Regions from separate parts of the Sus scrofa genome. Here region 1 is linked to region 2. The links are chromatin contacts, called in public HiChIP or PLAC-seq maps. All regions are on one chromosome and are shown on one strand. The core of a region is the stretch at or near the end of the contact, and the rest is flanking DNA. Distances in the headings are between cores, read along the strand shown.

Region 1 (2,738 bases), core at 205-2,704, 260 kb after region 2:
GAAAGAAAAAAATCTCCACACAGGTAATACATTTCTCCAGCTCTTTTTCTGTGCATTTATACAAACAGGCCCTAGTTTTTGAAACATAAGTCACTCTACACCTTGTGCAATAGTCTGTTTTCTCAGCACTACGTTGTGCTGATTTTCCATAATGCATATAGACCTAGCCTATTCCTGCTGAACGCTACACTGTACTCTATTTATTTAGTTGATTTATTTGTTTATTTACTTACTTACTTATTTTTGTCTTTTCCAGGACCGCACCTGCGGCATATGAGGGTTCCCAGGCGAGGAGTCCAATCAGAGCTGTAGCCATCGGCCACGCCAGATCTGAGCCACGTCTGCAACCTACACCACAGCTCACGGCAATGCTGGATCCTTAACCCACTGAGCGAGCCCAGGGATCGAGCTCGTAACCTCATGGTTCCTAGTCAGATTCACTAACCACTGAGCCACAACGGGAACTCCCAGTTGTTGATTTTAAAACAACAAAATGAGATTAAAGAGGAAGTTCAGAGTTGATTATAATTATATAAATGAAACGCATCAGAGTAAGATCACTAGATTTCTGAGTCTCTCCTGAAAGATAAGATCTATAAACAGTGGTCTCAGTGGTACAATTTCCTGCTAAATTCCAAACTGTGTGCTAGTTCAAAAGAAATTTTAAACTTAGATGAAAAGGGATATCCCTGTATTAGGACAATCACAATGAATTTTTAAAGGTTTTATTTATTTTTAGCAATCTCTCTTTTTTGGGGGGGACATTTTTTTTGGCTCCTTCAGGGCATACGGAGCTCCCAGGCCCGAGATCTGATCAAAGCCACCATCATGACCTAAGCCACAGCTTCGGCAATGCTGGATCCCTAACTCACTGTGCTGAGCTGGGGACTGAACTCCACGTCACAGCAGCTCTCAAGATGCCACCAATCCCGCTGAACCCCAGCAAGAGCTCCACTTTTTTTTTTTTTTGCTTTCTAGAGCCGTACCCGTGGCATATGGAGGTTCCCAGGCTAGGGGTCTAATTGGAGCTCCAGCTGCTGGCCTACGTCGCAGCCACAGCAACGTCAGATTCAAGCCATATCTGCAACCTGCACCGTAGCTCGCGGCAACACCAGATCCTTAGCCCACTAAGCAAGGCCAGGGATCGAACCCACAACCTCATGGTTCCTTGTCGGATTCGATTCCACTGCACCATGATGGGAACTCCTAGCAGTCTTAGTTGTACACTTAACATGGAAAAAGACTCACAAATAAAGTTACCAGAAGTTAAAAACAAAAAACCCCTTCAACCTCAGTATAAAAACATCTAGAGTTCAACTCTCTCCTCTTCTTTAAAAAATATGTATGGAAAACTACCACAGACATGAGTAAGAAGAGACACTGTACAGGAGGGTTCAGAGGAGAGTGCAGTCCGTCTCTCCCACAACTTCGGGTGCAATCCTGACCTAGAGACACAATGCAGTGGCCTCTGAGTCAACAACTGGGAAGATGAGTCCCAGAGTCCCCCCCGGGTGCTTAACTCAGACCTGACGTCAAAAGGGGAGGAAGTGGGGGAGACTCTTGTGATTGCAAAATATTAAAAATGCAATAGTAACGGCGAATGAAACACTTCCGCCCTCAAACCGAAGCCTAAGGGCACAATTTACTCTATCTTGACCCCTGTGCCCACGGATGAGGCAGCTGGTATGATGTGCCTGCACTATGCATGGGCTGTTAGAGGCACCTTTTCAGCTCCAAGTGGCAGCACATGTCTTTTGACAAGAAATTAGAGCTGGCTCCTTGTGACCACAGAGGAGCATCTAAACTACCCCCTACTTCAGGAGAGAGATCTGGAGCAAAATAACCACACAGCAAAATTACTGTGATGTTTCTAAATAGATTTAAGCCTCAAGATGGTGGGTTGGAGGGACTCGAGCTCACCTCCTCTCATGAAAACACCAAAATGACAACTGCCTCTGAGCAATCATCAACAAAATAGACAGGGAATTCCTGTTGGGGCTCAGGGGTAATGAACCTGACTAGTATCCATGAGGATGCGGGTTTGACCCCTGGCCTCGCTCAGTGGGTTAAGGATCTGATGTTGCCATGAGCTGTGGTGTAGGTCGCAGATGTGGCTCGGATCCCATGTGGCTGTGGTGTAGGCTGGCAGCTGCAGCTCTGCTTTGACCCCTAGCCTGGGAACTTCATACGCTGCAGGTGCGGCCCTATAAAGACAAACAACAACAGCAACAACAAAAAAAGACAAAGAAAAAACAAAATAGATTGGAAGCTACCAAAAAAGATATCCCACACCTAAAGACAAAGAGGAAGCCAGAACAAGTGGGGGGGGGGAATTACACAACAGAAGCAACCCCATACCCGCTGGGTGGGCAGCCCGCAGACTGGAAAGTAATCATATTCCAGAGACTCTCCTTCAGGAGTGACAGTTCTGAACCCCACATCAGGTGACCCAGCCTGGGGGTTTGGTATTGGGAGGAGCCCCGGAACATGTGACACTGAAGACCAGCAGGGCTTGGGCGCAGGAGCTCCAGAGGACTGGGACAAACAGAGACCCTACTCCTGGAGGGCGAACATGGGGTTCTGTGTGCACTGGGTCCCAGGGCAGAGCAGGGACTCCATAAGAATCTGGGTCAGACCTACTTGCGAGCCTTGATGGGTCTCCTGGGAAAAGAGGGGGCGACTGTGGCAGGACACTGGAGGTGGGGGTCCCAGGGAGTAATCATTGGGGTGAGCTCCCC
Region 2 (2,817 bases), core at 44-2,543:
GGGTTATCAGTATGACTAGCCCTTCATCTCCCTGTGGCCATAACACAAATTCCTGCAGGACTGGTGGACTTCCTGTTTGTTTTGGCCCACCCTGCTGCACTCAGAGAAGCCCAAGCCTGCTCTGCCCACAGCCATGTCTCCTGCCGAAAGCTAACAGAAGGATGACAGCCATAGCTGGGGCCTAGGAAGGGCTTCTGAGACAAAGCCCTGGAGGGCAGCCCTAAGGCACCACCAGAACCGGGGTGGTACAGTCTGGGAATGGGAGGGAGTTGGGGGGTCAGAGAGCAGGAGCCAAACCCTGAGAATAAGTAACTGCACATCACAGGTCACAGAGTCCCGAGTGTCTCAAGCCAGACCCCAAATCCAGGACTGGTGAGAGGGCCCATTTTATTTACTTATTTATTTATTGCTTTTTAGGGCCGCACCCACGGCATATGGAGGTGCCCAGGCTAGGGTGTTAAATCGGAGCTGTAGCTGCTGGTCTACACCACAGCCACAGCAACATCAGATCTGAGCCGCGTCTGCCACCTGCACCACAGCTCATGGCAATGCCGGATCCATGACCCACTGAGCGAGGCAAGGGATCGAACCTTCGTCCTTGTGATGCCGGTCAGATTTGTTTCCACTGAGCCATGACGGGAACTGAGGACCCATTTTAAAGGTGGGCAAGATGAGCCCCAGAAAGCTGAATAGCCGTTCTTAAAGGAGCTTGGAAAGGCATCCACCCATCGTCCCAGGAGCCCTGACCTACAGAAGGTGCTTAATTGGGCCACCAGCATGTGTTGAACTAAAGCTTCCTTAAGCAGCTGTGCACCCTGCAATTCACCTTCGTCACAGGCATGACAGCTTCACTCATGGATCTGACCCCATCAGCATCTGAGTGTACCACCTTGGACGAACAGGACTTCATGGAATTTTCACAGTCAGCGTAGGGTACCGTTACCCAGTTTAATAGCAGAGGCCCAGACCAAGCACCGAGCTCAACAGGATTAAGGAGTGAAGTCCTGGCAGAGCAGGTCCTTCCACAATGGCCCAACAACTGGATTGGGCACTGGGAGGTGGAAGAGGGTGGAAGAGAGTCTTTAGAGGAAAAGAGGCCCATGGGATCTGGCAGCAGACACCCCCCCCCCACCGCCCCCGGGCTCTCAAATCCTGACTCCCGATCTCTGGCCCCATGCATCAGCACCCCACTCACCACCAGGAATCCCCAGGACAAGCCCTGCCCTAGAAGGGCTGTCCCTTTAAGGCTCTGGTGGGCAGACCCAGCCTTTTCCATGGAGCTGACACAGTGCTGTTTCTCTGTCATCCAAATTCCAGGCCGAAACAGGAAGTGAGTCGCCACCGGAGAATGTGGGACTCCCAGCCTAAGGGACAGGCTCAAGGCCAATGCTGGGTCCCTACAGGGGTCAGGCCTTTGGGAGGGTCAGGCCTTTGCCAGGTGCATGGCTCTTGGGTGAAGGAACACCAGTATCTGCTTGCGTCACTAATAGTATGCAACTGAGAGACGTTCTCAAACTCAATCCAAGTTCATCCAAGTTGACCAGATCACACAGGGATCTTTCAGTCCCCATCCAGGCCCCCAAAATGAAAGCGTCAGGTAATCTACACGCTCATATTCCTGGGCGGTAGTTAACCCAGGCCATCCCCACTCTGCAAGAGGACACTGAGGCTCCAGTTAAGGTAATCTGCCCATGGTCCCAATCCTAGTGAATTTGATCCACCTGGACGTGGAATGCTCAGGCGCCTTCTACACAGGGCGGAAGCAGACAGATGTGGGTTCAGATCCTGGCTGAGGCACCACCTGAAGCTTCTGGTGCCTCTGTCTTATCTGTCAAATGGGGATCCCCTCATCCTATCAACAAGTATTTCCTCCCGGATGTCTGCTCGGTGGCAGGCACAGTGACAGGTAAAGGGCCCACGACACAGTCCAGGAAAGGCAGACGCAGCTCAAAAGTAAACCAGTAAATGAAATGACCACCGGATGAGAACAAGGGCTTGAGAGGATGGTGGGGAAGGGCCGCTGAGCTGAGTGAACACAAACCAGGAAGAATAAAGGGGCGGCCTTCGCCACCAATGGGTCAAAGGGAGGAAATCAAAATCCAGCACCCCTAAGACCTGGAGCAAAAGCTCATAAGGATGGGCCTCTGGGGAAGGGTCCAGTGCGGTGACCACCCCCACACCCCGCCCGGTACGACCTGCTAGGTCATGCCCAGGAAGGGGACGCCCAGGCCGCCACCTTCGGAGAACGCCAGCGCGGGTGACAGCACTGCGGCCTCGGGCCCTGGTCCTCCCTAGCCTGGGACAGAGCCGGCTCGCGGCCCAGAGCCTGGAAACGACCCCCCTGAGCCTTGAGGCCCCCACCCCCGGCGGCGTAAGCCCCTGTGAGGAGGAAACAAGCCCCAGCGGGGACGCGCTGGCCGCCTACCCTGTCGGCGCTCGGGCTTCCTGAGCTGGAGGCGCGCCCGCTGCGCGGGGCCTAGCGAGCGGGTTTAAAGCGGGGTTCACTGCGCAGCTCCGTCTCCCGCACGTCGGGTCCCAGGCGGCGCCGCTGGGCACAGCCCACCCCTTCCCTCCGTGGTGGTCCCTCGCCGACCCCTCCTCCCCAGAGCGCCCCCTCTGGCCTGGGGGCCTCGGCGGCCCTGCGGCCTCGCAGCAGCCGGGATGAGGCGCTTGGTGCTCACTGGAAGCCAGGGCCCCTTCCCGTGCGGCACCGCCTCATCCCGCCCTCACCAACAAGCCCCTCACCAGCGGGAAACCGAGGCCTGGGTGGGTGAGTGGGTGACTGGCCACGAGGTTCCAGGCGCCCCGCACACGCGC

Evidence for each region. HiChIP or PLAC-seq counts read pairs in DNA pulled down with a chosen protein or histone mark.
Region 1: an H3K27ac HiChIP or PLAC-seq map of alveolar macrophages shows a contact between it and region 2. The contact joins two enhancer-like sites. A contact is called at or near these places in 1 of 47 Hi-C or Micro-C datasets (embryonic fibroblasts) and 2 of 2 datasets of contacts at active chromatin or transcription factors (alveolar macrophages and skeletal muscle).

Annotation. Positions count from the first base shown.
Region 1 is chr3:33,878,132-33,880,869 of Sscrofa11.1, forward strand. The region is part of intron 1 of PMM2 (phosphomannomutase 2); the gene reads right to left. Among named protein-coding and RNA genes, the nearest start is that of PMM2, 13 kb to the right of the region's middle. Within about 2 kb of position 1,455, at least 7 of the 83 cell types and tissues checked have an H3K27ac peak or open chromatin away from gene starts, as enhancers often do. A contact at or near this core is called in alveolar macrophages, where this site is marked.
Region 2 is chr3:33,618,753-33,621,569 of Sscrofa11.1, forward strand. No RefSeq gene overlaps it. Among named protein-coding and RNA genes, the nearest start is that of C3H16orf72, 35 kb to the right of the region's middle. Within about 2 kb of position 1,294, at least 21 of the 83 cell types and tissues checked have an H3K27ac peak or open chromatin away from gene starts, as enhancers often do. A contact at or near this core is called in alveolar macrophages, where this site is marked.